Regions from separate parts of the Macaca mulatta genome. Here region 2 is linked to region 1. The links are chromatin contacts, called in public Hi-C maps. All regions are on one chromosome and are shown on one strand. Each heading gives the region's core, a stretch centred on a gene start, on an enhancer-like site or on the middle of the called end of the contact. The rest is flanking DNA. Distances are from core to core; before and after follow the strand shown.

Region 1 (7,035 bases), core at 1,772-4,271:
ATCTGGCCTGAGTTTGGGCCTTACTTAATTCACATTCTGTGTTCCAGAAAACACATCAGTGCATCATGTTCTGGTTTTTAGGCTTTTGTGTAGGCAACATTCTCTGTCTGAAACAAACTACTCTACGAAAGTTAACTCCCAATCAACTTTCAGATTTCAATGTAAATATCATCTTTCTATTAAAGAGGCCTTGCTTGATCCCACCTCTTGACTCATCACCACCATGAGGACTAATTTAAGTATCTATGTGTTCATATAGTAGCACTCAATGCTTATTACCACCACAGTAAACAACACTGCATTGAAATGTCCTTTTGCAATATCCATGGTCACTTTAAAATGGAAGCATTATGAAAATATATTATCCATCAATGTCCCTAGCACTTAGGACAGTGCCTGACACATACAATAAAAGTAGGCAAGCAAATATGTTTATCTGTTTGTGTAAATAAACTGCTGTTTGCATTTCCTAGGCACTTAAACACATCCAATGCAGGAATGCTGCCTCTAATTGAAATAGTGTCTGAGGACAAACCAAGACATTAACTTTTCAATATCTGGTGACTAAAAAAAGCTACATTTCTGATTAACAGTTAAAAGATAAACAAATGCTCCTTTAGCAAATGTGACCCACTCAAATACCTGCTGAAAAGATGTCCATTGCTCTCTTCAACTCTCCTCTTGTTCTCTGATTGCTATTTAAGTCTACAAGTGGAGTTGAAGGATCTCTCATATATTCTAACTCAGTGGCAAACATCCCACCATCAACAAAACGTTCAGGAGCAATATAACAAGTTCTCCTCCGTGATGTGTCAAAGAAATAATTGAAATCTGCCGGGTTGTCTTCTGGAAGATAAGTGGGCTTAAAACTGGCAAAATCAGTTAGAAGAACCCAATTCCAACTGGTGACCATCACATTCTCAGTCTTGATGTCTCCATGACGAACTCCAGATTTGTGTGCTTGGTCCACAGCTGTCAGGATCTGGAAAGCAATCCAGCGCTTCTCAATGTTATTCAAGAATGGACGGGTACTGATACGATCATAGAGATTGTCTCGCACGTACTGCCTAAAGAGCATAGCTGCTTTCTCAGATGCTTTCTCTGATGCTTTTTGGAAAGGTAGACAGTTCTGTGCAGAATTAAGCCTGATTTTCAGTTCCTCCAGCTCTTGTTTATAGCTGGTTAAAGGCAATGTGGGATCCTGAATTGCAAAAACCTTCACAACGACCAGGCCTTCTCGGTGCTTGGCTCGAGCAACTTTAAAAAACCGAGTACTCCCCAGGCTTTTATCATATTCAAAGTCATGAATATCTGAAAAATAACTCTCTACAGAAAGGATCTGGGAGGGAGCAATGCCAGCAAGCTGATTTCCCATAATGGCAGGCACCTTTGGGGTCGGTAAGGTTAGGATACAATACCTATTTAAAAGAAAAACAAATGAAGAAAAAAGACAAGAAACAAAGAAGCAGTGAAATACCATTATTCCATTATTTGGTCTCTTCCGAAAAGACAGATGCAGCATATTTCTCTTCCACTAAGAGCACTGTACCTAGCCTTCTGGGCAGTCTCTAAATTTCACACACATTTATCTAAAAAGACCATGTTATTTTCTCTAAGAAGACCTTATTTTACCTAAAAAGATCCTGCTATTGTGCATCGCCATTTCCAGGAGCTGAACTATATTTAAATAGGTCTCTTCAACTTTAAGCCAAAAATGTTAGAATGTGTTATTTTCTGATATTTAAATTTAAAATATTAATGAGCCTTTACTATGTATTCCGTGCTGTGCTTGGGGCTATGAGAATCACAAAATTACTATATGACATAGTTCTTGTCCAAGAACCTGTAGTTTCTTGGAAATAAGACACAGACACATTAAAAACTTAAAACTGGCCGGGCGCGGTGGCTCACGCATGTAATCCCAGCACTTCGGGAGATCGAGGCCAGCAGATCACGAGATCAGGAGTTCAAGACGAGCCTGGCCAACATGGTTAAACCCCCTCTCCACTAAAAATACAAAAATTAGCCGGGTGTGGTGGTGGGCGCCTGTAATCCCGGCTACTCGTGAGGCTGAGGCAGGAGAACTGCTTGAACCCAGGACGCGTAGGTTGCAGTGAGTGGAGATCCCGCCACTGCACTCCAGCCTGGGTGACAGAGTGAGACTCCATCCGTCTCAAAAGAAAAAAGAAAAAAAGAAAAATGTGAAACTGACTAGGAGTCATCTAATACAAATAGGTCACTGAATTCCTGAAATGGTCAAACCAAGATCTAAAAATTCAGTTAACTCCTGGACACTTCCTGCCTAATTCCAATGTGCCCGCTCACCCAGCTAAAAGAAGGTGCAAACTTCCCTGGTCTGCAACAAGAAACCTTGCCACAGATGTTAAAGAAATGTAGACCAAAATAGGCACTTGCTAACCGTAGCCCAGGGTTTTGCTAACTCAGGTTTTGCAAGAAATAAATGCCACACATATACACACACGACCTTAAGCACACATAAACATTTACCCTAGGCCTCGGGAAAGTGTCAAAAATCGTTCAGAGGCTTCACAACGAGGTCATAGTGGACTACTTCGAGGACGGGACGGGAAAACGCGTCAGCAGCGGGGAAGCTATCTCTACGAAGGGTCTTTCTTCATAGGCAGGAGATGGGCTGTTGGGGGAGGGGCGCAGAAAAGTCCCGCTCTTCAGGAACCCGGGTGGTCCTGGGAGGAGAACTGGGAAAGCTCTCGGGGTCTCAGCAGAGAGAAGAAGCCACGCTAAAGAGTTTCCACAGGTACCCTGGGATTTGCCCCTTCCAGCCCCCTAACCTGCCCTGGGGGCCATGCGTTCCTGGGCCTCGTCTTCCTCTAGCGCGGATCGCTACACCCTTCCGAGCCCTCCTCGAGGGCCTCACCACCGGGCGGGGGGAGATGGAACCCGGGAGAGAAGTGGAGACCGCCAGTCCCAGGAAAACACTATACTTCAGCTGCTACAGCCGCAGCAAACGCCGAACTCCCGGGAAAGCAGCCGGTCTGACCTCACTTCCTGTCGCCGAGCAGAAGTGACGAAAAAGAGTGAGCCTTGAGGAATTGCCGGGGTAGGAAACTGGTTGCTAGGAAACGAACGAAGGCGTGGTCTTACTCCGGGCGAAACTACAGGGAGAAAATAATGCTCTGACAACGATCTATCCCCGTCCTCCTCTTCTACCTTTCATTCTCGAACGCTGAGGTTTCTGACATCCCCTAGAACCTGTTCAGACACCCCTTCACTCCCAGGACAGCAGAACAGCGTTAAGAGAACTCAAGAATATTTAGGAAAACTAATATATCCCAAGCTGGATTTTTAAGAGTTCTATTGAGATATAACTTACATACCATAAAGTTCACCTGCTTAAAATGTACAAAGCAGTAGTTTTTAATACATCTGTCGAGTTGTGCAATCATCCCTATAATGTGATTTTATTTAGTTATTTATTTTTGAGATGGAGTCTCGGAGTCTCGTTCTGTAACCCTGGCTGGAGTGCAGTGGCACGATCTCGGCTTGCTGCAACCTCCACCTCCCGGGTTCAAGCGATTCTCCGGCTTCAACCTCCCGAGTAGCTGGGACTATAGACGCCGGCCTCTACGCCTGGCTAATTTTTTGTGTTTTTAGTAGAGACGGGGTTTCACCGTGTTATGGTCTCAATCTCCTGACCTCGTGATCCGCCAACCTCGGCCTCCCAAAGTGCTGGGATTACAGGCGTGAACCACCGCACCCGGCCTTTTTTTTTTTTTTTTTTGGAGACAGAATCTCGCTGTGTCACCCAGGCAGGAATGCAGTAGTGCCATCTCGGCTTACTGCAAACTCCACCTCCACCGGGTTCAAGCGATTCTCATGCTTCTGCCTCCAGAGTAGCTGGGACCACAGGCATGTGCCACCACGCCCAGCTAGTTTTTGTATTGTTAGTAGAGACGGGGTTTCACCATGTTGGCCAGGATGGTCTGGATCTCCTGACCTCAAGTGATCCGCCCGCCTCGACCTCCCAAAGTGCTGAGATTACAGGTATGAGCCACCGTGCCCAGCCTGCCTGATTTTAAACATTTTCATTACCCCAAAAGGAAACCGTGAAACCATTCGCAGTCGCTCCTGTTCTCCCCCATTTCTCCTCCCGCTTCCAGCCCTAGGCAATCACTAATCTACTTTCTGTTTCTATACGCTTGCCTCTTCTGGACATTTTATATATAATATGTGGGCTTTGAGACTGACTTCTTTCACTTTGCATAATGTTTTTGAGGATTATCCCTGTTGTAGCTTGTATTAGTACTTCATTTATTTGTTGTTGCAAATATTTTTTTTGTATGGATATATCACATTTTGTTTATCCTTTTGTCAGTTGATAGACATTTGAGTTGTTTTACTTTTAGGTTATTATGAATAATGCTGCTATGTTCATAGCATTAGTGTATAAGTCTTTGTGTAGCCATATGTTTTCATTTCTCTTGGATAGATACTGAGGAATGAAATTGTGGGCTCATATGGCAGCTCTATGTTTAACATTTCAGAAACTGCCAAACTGTTTTCCAAAGTGCAGGCACCATTTTACATTCCCATTAGCAATGTATGAGGGCTCTAATTTCTCCACATTCTTGCTGACACTGTTATTATCTCCTTTTTTTATTATCCTGGTGGCTCTTAAGTGGTATCTCGTTGTTTTGATTTGTATTTCCCTAATAACCAATTCTATTAAGCATCTTTCTTATTGTGCTTGTTTTCTGTTCATATATCTTCTTTGAAGAGATGTCTATATAAATTATTTGACTATTTTTAATTGGTTTGTCTTTTTATTATTGAGTTGTAAGCATTCTTTATATATTCTAGATACAAATCCCTTATCGGAGATAGTATTTGCAAATATTTTCTCTATGTTGTCTTTTCACATTTTTGATAGTGTTCTTTAAAACACAAAATGTTTTAATCCAAAGCTGAAATTGTTATTATCCCTGCAACATTCCCTCCTCCCTTCTTCTCCAACTCAATATGCAGCACTACTACCCACTGAATTCCTCAAGACTGTAAATTTGGAACTCATTAAGGCATCCTTAACATATTCCTACTCTCCCTCTCTTCCTCACCACACTCATTCCTCCCATTCAGTGATCACTTGCTCTTGCTGATTCCATCCCCGAAATATACCTTGAACCCATTCACTGCCATCTCCTCAGAGCCTAGGCCAAGCAACCATCATTGTCATGATGTCTACATTTTGAAACCTACACAGAAAAGGCACTCCTCACTCCTGATATTATTTTGTATACTTCTCCCAAAATTTTTTCTGGGTCTTTTATGGTTTCATTTTGTGCTCTTAAATTTCTGAAGTATAGCTACAACTGTATGTTTTTCTAGAGAGTTACTCAGTTATCTAAAAATGTTGAGTAATACATTTCCCCCCACTTAGTTGAAATGTCATATTTACCATATAACAGATTTCCTATGTATATCTGGGTCTTCTGCTGGACTTTCTTTTCTGTCCATTGAGGTACTATTTAATTCATCTACCAGTACTTTTAAAATAATTGTATAATGTTTTAATGTCTGACATGGCTAGTCCTAGAGTAGTCTTTTTTATATGAAATTATAATCATAAGACATCTGTGCTTACATCCTTCTAGAAGCTCCTCCTCATTTTTAGGCTAACATTAAAAATTCGTAGCTTGCCCTACAAATCCTTGCATGATCTGACCCCTGCCCACCTGCTGCACTGCAATTGACATCACTCATTGTCCCTCTCAATCTCCCACACTGGCTTTCTCTTTGCTCCTATCCTGTTCTAATTGTCAAACCTTTCCCTACTGTTAGTCCTTCACATTTACTCTTTCCTCTGCTTAGAACACTCTTTCCCCTATTCTTTAGCCAAAATCTTTTCATCTTTCAAGTCCCAGATTAGGTGCCATCACCTCATGCAGTTCTTCACTGACTGCCCCCCATTATATACTTTCATGGACCTTCTACTTTTCCTTCACAGTGCTTATTATTATTGAAATCCTTTAAGTTTGAGGCATAACTGTTTATTGTCTCTTTTATCACTAGACTGTAAACGCCACGACAACAGTGATTGTGTGATTCTTACTCATCAGGATATCTTCAACACCTAGAACCATACCTAACAGATGATAGACATTCAATCAGTATTTTTTGAATCAATAAATATGGACTTTGTGAGGTTTGTGATCATTAGGGCCAAGGTCAGGAGTCCCAGGACTGGGAACATCTAAAATATATACATAAAATCAGTAGAAGCACTCAGTTAATTACCAGATAGTATTTTTTTAAGGAGTAAGCTTATATTTCAGACTTCGAATACCATGTATGTAAGTGCTTTAGATATCTCTCCAATAGAGAAGTAATGGTATAGAAATATGGTAAATATGTCCCGATTTAGATTATTTCTGCTTTTCCCCACCTGTATTTTCCCCAACATTACATTTTGTGAAATAACTTGTGGATTTTTTCAATGCCTTCTATACTCACTACTATGGTTTTCTTTTCTTTTTCTTTCCAGTTCCTCCTTTTTTCTTTCTTTCCTTCTCATTCTTTCTTCCTTCTTTCCTTGTTTCTGTTGTTAAATAGCAATCATGACCGTCCATGGAGGTTTTTTTTTTGAAGAAATTTCACCTAGTTCTTTTCAAAGCAAATAAAAGATAAAATTTACTTGCTACTGTTGAAGTCAAACTAAGAAAGAGCCAGCAAACACTGGACCATCCTCTAGCCAGTGTCCTTGCAGCTGCATTTTGGCAGTGATGGCTAACTGTCCCTTTCCACAGAAAATAGATGTTTCTGGGAAGTGCCTGAACTATAGGAACCAATTTTTCAGTCCCACACCACTGTTTGCACCTAAGTGGAGCCATTTTACTAGCTTTCACTATGAAGTTCAGGTGGAAATTATGTGTTTCATTTCTAGTACATGATAGGAGGTGAATGAGTTCCACCTTCTTTCCTCTTTAGCCTGGTTGCAGAAGACTTAAAGGCCCTAGTTAATGCCAGAGCCACAAGAAGATAGCAGCCTGTGTCCCCAAA
Region 2 (7,035 bases), core at 1,303-3,802, 130 kb after region 1:
ATTTTAGGAATAAACCATGGAGCTATAAATCTTTTGGAAGAGTTATAGATTCAGTGTTAATGCTAGAGTATTGCAGTCTATTAATAAAATAGATAGCTCTGAAAAGTTGCTTTAGAAAAATGTTTCAGCTAAAGTGACCCAATATCAAATTCTGTAGTTACCCTCTATTTTGTAAATGCGTATGTTAATACCAAAGTGTTTATATTGTGTAATTTCCTACCTTAGATGCTTTCATTTTTAATATAATGCTGTTTCAAGGTTGAGTATGTAGTGATAACTGTTACAAATTGGTTACAAGAGAGCACAATCATTGTAAAAATCATAGGCTATGTCATTATGTAGACAAAAATCACTGACAATGCATGCCAGAGGTGGATCATAAATAGTAACTCCTAAGACTAGAAATCTACTTGATAGTGATTTTTGTGGGTTCATCTTTAAAAGTGACCTCACTGAATAAAAGTTTAATATTTCTTAAAGGTAAATCTAAAAACTGTCCAGAATTTTCGATCCTAGTCTAGTACCACTTACTTGGGAACAAATATAGAAAAACAGGCAACCCCGTCCGTTAATTTGGCTCTATGTCATTGTATAGACAAAAATCACTGACCATGCACGCCAGAGGTGGATCATAAATAGTTAACTCTTAAGACTAGAAATCTACTTGATAGTGATTTTTATGGGTTCATCTTTAAAAGTGACCTCGCTGATTAAAGGTTCAATATTTCTTAAAAGAAAGGTAAATCTAGAAAGCTGTCCAGAATTTTCCATCCTAGTCTAGTACTACTTACTTGGGAACAAATATAGAAACACAGGCAATCCCGTCTGTTAATTTTGATGTTGAACGTGTGGTTAGAGAGCACACTGGGATATGTTACAGGACTTGAGATAAAAAGCAAATTTGTAAAGTGTCTAAGTGTTGATGGAGAAAAACACAACTAGCATATACGGAAATTTTCTTTTCGAGTTCTCTGGAGGGTGATCACCAACTCAGTAGGTGAAGCCCTGCCCTCTAGTGGTTATGGGTGTGCGAGGACTTCTGTTCAACACTACGTGTCTGGCTCACCAAGGTTTATTAAAACCAATCGTTAATTAAAAAGCACTTATTAGGGGTCTGGGTAAGATGCCGAGCAAGTGAAATGTTTACGTGTGAAAAGGCATTGCCCCTGGACAAAGGTACAGCGGCCGAAGAAGTGCTCGTTCATTGGCTTCGACCGCTGTACGACTGGTTTCTAATTGCTGTTCCAGCCTCTCCCCAGCTCCACACACCACAAACGAATGAAAAAGATTAGTTCTCCCTGGAGTTCTCTGAGGCTGAACCTTGCTGTCTCATTACACATGGTAACTAAACACACCCCTTACGGAATTTTGGGAAGTCGCCCCGCGATGACCGGCTTCCGCAAAAACCAAGCAGTCAGTGCAGGGTTTTGCAAGTGAGAGTGCGAGACTCGGGAGGCTGCTCTTGCTGCTCCAGTCCCTGGCAGGAGCATGGATACCTCGTCCCTTTCTTCCGCGGGCCTCAACGTCGCCTGCTGGGATTGTGACTGCCACCCCGTCGGGAGCGGCTTCCCCTGCAGAATTTGTAGAGAGCGCTTAAACGCCTCAGGGACAGCAGCCATGGCTGTCAGCTTGGGCTGACCCTGCGGCCGCCCCACGGGAATGTGTGGCCAACACGCGGCGTGGGCGAATCTCCCACCCTCGCGTTAAGTGGGTGCACATAAACGGGCGGATACCGTCCCTGGGATAAGGGAGGCGCCGGCAAGAACAGGGCGGGCCACCAACCCGGCGCGACCTCCTACCGGACGGATCCAAACACAAACATTGTCCATTCCAGGCCGAAGTCTGGGCCTTCACTTCACTTCCGCCTTCCCCGCCCGTGAGCACGAATACGCCTGCGCGCACCTCTCGCAGCGGAAGTAGTAGCGACAAAGCTTGGTGCGCGGCTGGCCCAGGAGTGCTGGGCGCGACTGGGCGGCCGGCGGCGGGGAGGGGCGGAGCGCAGGAGTCGGAGGCGGGAGCAGACCAGCACGGCCTCGCGGAGCCGGCCCGGCGGACCGTGACGGGTCCCCTCACCTCCTCTCCTTTCCCCTCCCCGCCCGCCCTCTCTCTCTCCCTCCCTCCCTCCCTCCCGCTCGCTTCTTTTCACGCCCGGAGCAGGCTCCTGCCTCGCACCGCTGCCCCGCGAGCAGCTCCTCTTCTCTCGAGGCGCGCGGGGCGCCCCCGCGAGCCCCGCGGCTGAGACCCCGCAGCCAGGAGGAGGGCTGTGTGGGGCTTTGGGTGGGTACCAGTATTACCTCCTGCCCCCATTTCTAGAAACTTCCAGGTTCTGAAGGAAGGGGAGGTTCGGGGATCCCATGGCTGGGGGGACATCTCTAGGGCGCCGCCCCGCTGGCGTGAGCTGGGGACGTTGCGGGCACACGATGGGGCGGGTGCGGGATCTTGGCGCGGGGCGGGGGGGCTCCCGAGATAGCGGCTGGGCGGGGAACTCCTTTCTCAGCCTCTATCTCGTCAGCGCCGCTTCTCCTGGTTTCTCTTGCAGATGCTGCTGCTAGGGGTGGTGGGAGCAGCCGTGGGACGCGTGGCCGGGAGCGGGGGTGACAGCCTGGGATTCCGGGGGCTTCTCTTCCTTGTCCTCCTCTTCTCTCTATTCCCAGTGTGGCCGTGGCTGACACTAAAGACTTTGTAGCCATCAACCCGAGTGCAGTTTCGATGGAAAATGAAGGTAAAGGCCCCTGGCCGACCGGTTGCAACGCGGAGTTGAGGGTGTGGTGGTTTGCTTTTAAGTTGACTTTGTTTTTCCACCTTTTTATTTTAGTGAGCTTATTTATTTACTGTGTGTGTGAAGTGTCCAAGGATTTGCTTACTTAGGGTATCCAGCTTTTATTTTGGTAACATAGGGCATTTGAGAGATTGGGGTTCTGTGGGTGACTGAGCTTGATTCAGCTTTCTTGAGGAATTCCTGCTTTCTTCAGCTTAGGGAATGGGAGGAAAGTTTTCATTTCAGATAGCGTCTATGTATGTTTAAATAGCTATTTGAAAGGAATTACCCGAGGGGAAGTAGAAATGGGGGACAAGGGGATGGGCTGCATCTTTGTATATTGGCGTTTCAAGCCTCGATGTGGCAGGATTCATTTATAAGAAAGCAAGCCATGTTTTATTATCTCTAGCACTGGGGGAAAAAGCTCATTGTTTTTCAATTCACACACACACACACACACACACACACACACAAACACACAAACAACAAAACAAAAACCTGTGAATTTAATGAAATGTTATGAGGCGAGTGCTTTTCTTAAAGTTCCACCCTATTTCAAAACATCATTTAGGAGGTTGACAGCGGAACCTGTTTGTTCACTGTACACTCTGGACACATTAGATCGTCATTCACATGTTACATGATCCCTTTGGCCTCATTAAAATATTTAATGCTTTTCCTGCACAGCACTGATTATTTTTAATTGTCGAACAACTGTGAATAAGTGATTTTTTTTTTTTCCCCTCCTGAAACAACACTTATTCTTTGGACTGACTTCTGACTTGTGCATGATCGTTTTTTTTCTTCTGCCTTTAACCGGGCTGCGAAATACTATAAAAGATACTTAACAAATGACAGGTTTTTCCTCTTCTGTAATTTGTTTTAAAAAATCTGTATCTGGTATAAAGGAACTGCAGTCTTGCTTGCTGGCTGCTTCTAATTTGTTTTTCCATTGTTGAGAATGTAAGCTTGATTGTCTTACTAGGACTGGTAATTTTGAAATGGATGTTTCTTATAGATGCAGTAATCAGTTTTGCTATCTGAGACCTCTGGGCTATGTAGGGAATATGATGAGAGTCATGATTATATTGTCCAATTTTACTCTGGATGGATAATTGGTGGAAGACATTTTCTGAAATACTAAAGTGTATAACTGCAGAGGAGTTATACTGTCTAATTGGGTCTTGAGAAACATTTGAAAGCAGTGATGTTTTTGGTGATAGGAAAATCACTTTTCTGAGTCTTTTTCCTCTCTAAATTTATAGATTTAAGAAAGGCAAATCCATTCTGCACGTGAGACAAAGAATGTTAAATGCATTCATATACTTGTTTCTTGGTAGAAACATCTTAAATAACTTCTAAAATTTAATGTATGTTTATGAGCTTGTTTTCAGAATGGTACCAGATTTAAGAGGATAGCCTAAAGTAGGTGGATTCTTTCATGTTGCTTTTGTTTCTTGATCTCTCAGGAAGAGGAGCATGAGTAATGAAGCCGATTCTCATTATCTACTGAGGTGGGAGGCGGTGGTTGTGAGATAGGAGCATGGTGCCTGCTTGTGTCTGTCTCTGTATTTTGTGGCCAAATATGAATTTTGTGTTTTCATAGTAAAAGATTATACAGTTCTTAAAAACGTGTGGGATTTTCTGTCCTGTTATTCTTGACCATCAAGAGACCATTTTTGTCAGTTTCCAAACTATCATAACATGTTTTTTTAATACATAAACAGTTTGAAGAAGAGCCTGTATATAGCCTAGAAATTTTCCAAAGTGATTGACCATATTAAACTACATAGATTGATACCTGTTCCTTTTTATTGTTCACTTGCCTTTTTATAGTTCTCATCCTTCTTTGATGTGGTGTAGTATTAACAATTTGGAGGTGTGAAACAAAAATGGATTCAAGTCTTGACTAACTTGTCTTGAACCACTTAAAGCTATGTGATTTTAAGTAAATTACTTCACCTTTCTGAGCCAGTATTTCTTCATCTATAAATTGGAATTGATAATCTTTGACTCACAGAGTTGAGAGGCTTAAATGAGAAACCCTGTATAAATTATCTTGTGAGGGAGGAATGATAACGTTTAAGAGCTTGAGTTGTGGTGAAACCATGGAAACTGAGTTGAATGCTGGATTCGTTGCTTACCATTTATCTTTGTGCATATTAAAGTTTTCTGTGCTTCCCTTTCTTCATAAAATAAAGATAATGATAGAACCTACCTTATGAGGTTGTTGTAAACATTTCAAACAGTATCTGGCACATAGTAAGTGCTCACTAAATGTTAATTATAAATAGCCTAGCTGAATGTTTGATACATACTAATAGGCCACCTGGCTTTAATATTGTCATGACAGCTGAATGTTGGAAGGGGGAACAGTTGTGGCCAAAATACTCTGTATGAAGTTGTCATTGTTAGTTGAGGGTTGAGTGGAGTTAAGTAAGGAATTTTCTATGGCATTAGTGCTTTTAAGCCTACAGAAAAAGTTAGGGCTCTAGCAAGAAGCCAGGGTCCAGTATAGAAAGAGACAGGTTTGGAGTTGAAGCCTGACAGGTAATGTTTTCCTCCCCTAAAAAATCTGACAAGTTACTCGGCTTCTAAGCTTTCTCAGCCTCTATAAATTTTCTCATCAGTAAAGGAGACAATGCCCTCTTGCAAAGTTGGTGTAGGTAATAAATGAAGCCGCCAGAGCAATGTTTGACGTACAGTTAACTTGGATGAATTGAGTGATGCTGCTGTTCCCTAGTAACAGAATCCTCCAGTAGGTATGCAGGTAAGTTGTATTTGTAGGTGTGAACAGTGTGGAATTGATAGTGGCTCCCTAGAGCATCAGCATGCAGGTTCTTAGATAGCTTACAGTGGTGTGGGGAGGAAATGGTTTCATCCATGTGTCGGTTCCTTCAGCAATGGTGGTATTTTTTTTGGCACTTCAGTTTCGATTCTTCTGGACCTTTTTCCCAGGGCCCATTTAAACTTTCTTAGCAAATCTTGACCAATTTTTAGCTGTAGACTCCAGAATGTTTCATGAACACTTTCTGCTTGTCACTAGGAACATTTAAAATGTTAATTTCCTGGAATTTTTGGACTACTTAACATTCAGTCGTGAGTTAGGATTTTATCCAGACCCTTTGGAATTTCTTTTTACATGTTTATCACAAATCTAAACAGATACCACTTAGGAATCTTGAGATGCACAAGTAAACAGCTCTTACCTGATTTTTAAAAGTTAATTGCATGTTTAAAGTGATAGCTTACTAGAAAAGATATTTCTAGCTGGAGAAGCTTGCAAATTAGTTTTTCCTTTCTTGTAATGGATTTATTTTTTGGAATAAATTTGGCCTTTCCCATAGAAAATTCAGTGTGACTTTAATACACATGAAACTTTAATATAGCCTTAAATGTTTGACTAGTGAATAGAAATGTAATAGTCTTCAGGATTTCAGGACGTGGTTAATTTAAGATTATAGACAGAGCTAATAGGTGTAGAGAACAATCCCCCAATCTTTTTCGTTTGAAAATGGATGTATTTATACTTTACTTTTAAAAGCAGTTTCTTAATTCAATTTCAAATTGTTAATCATCTAGGAATGTCTCAAGAAAAGATTGTGTTACTATAGTTGGAGAAGCTATAGGGAAAAAGGGATGAGAAGCCACCTTAATTTTATTCCTTTAACTGAAAATAGGAAACCAGGTTGTAAAAATATTTTATATCTTTGGGTGTGGGAAATATAGTTTATGTTGTTTGCAGTTTTGCCCATAAAATGATACTCTTAATTAGTACTTTGAAAAAGAGTTGAAACTAAAAGAGACTGTATGTATGACAACATTTTATAAACTGTCGTACTTTAAGCCAGAGGATGCTATAGAGAGTACTTGTATGCGGTAGCCTTCTGACAGTTGGATTCCAAATACTTGATTTGTCTTCATATTTTTGTCATTCATTTAAAGTCAGCAGAATTCAGGTCTGTTAACCCGAAGCATTATGAAACAAAATAGTTTCCTAGGGAACACACCCCTAGGGGCCCAGGACTGATTTTGGAGATCTTAGTTAGCCATGATCTGTTTTACAAGGTTAAATTTTGTTTTAAAGGTGCCAAGAACGCTGTGGCTTGATGGTAAAGTTAGTATGATTTTTAAATTACATTGTTGTTACATGTAGCATCTTAAGATATCTTAAGGATCAGTTCAAGAGGTCCCCTCACATTTACTTTGTTAAAACAGAAATTCTTTTTAATAATGGTTTCAGGCATCAGTTATGACAATGTTATCTTTATGCTTTT

Evidence for each region. Hi-C and Micro-C count contacts between places; a contact is called where the count stands out from the background.
Region 2: a contact with region 1 is called in a Hi-C map of fetal cortex germinal zone, with 3 times the contacts expected there. The contact joins the promoter of ATP2C1 here to the promoter of PIK3R4 in region 1. A contact is called at or near these places in 5 of 14 Hi-C or Micro-C datasets (blood, cortical neurons, fetal cortex germinal zone and 2 more).

What each region holds. Positions count from the first base shown.
Region 1 is chr2:33,892,314-33,899,348 of T2T-MMU8v2.0, forward strand. It overlaps PIK3R4 (phosphoinositide-3-kinase regulatory subunit 4), which reads right to left and starts at 3,022. Exons shown (of 19, transcript XM_077991441.1): 1 at 2,509-3,022; 2 at 643-1,418. The coding sequence starts at 1,375.
Region 2 is chr2:34,024,952-34,031,986 of T2T-MMU8v2.0, forward strand. It overlaps ATP2C1 (ATPase secretory pathway Ca2+ transporting 1), which reads left to right and starts at 2,553. Exons shown (of 28, transcript NM_001266023.2): 1 at 2,553-2,722. The coding sequence starts at 2,717.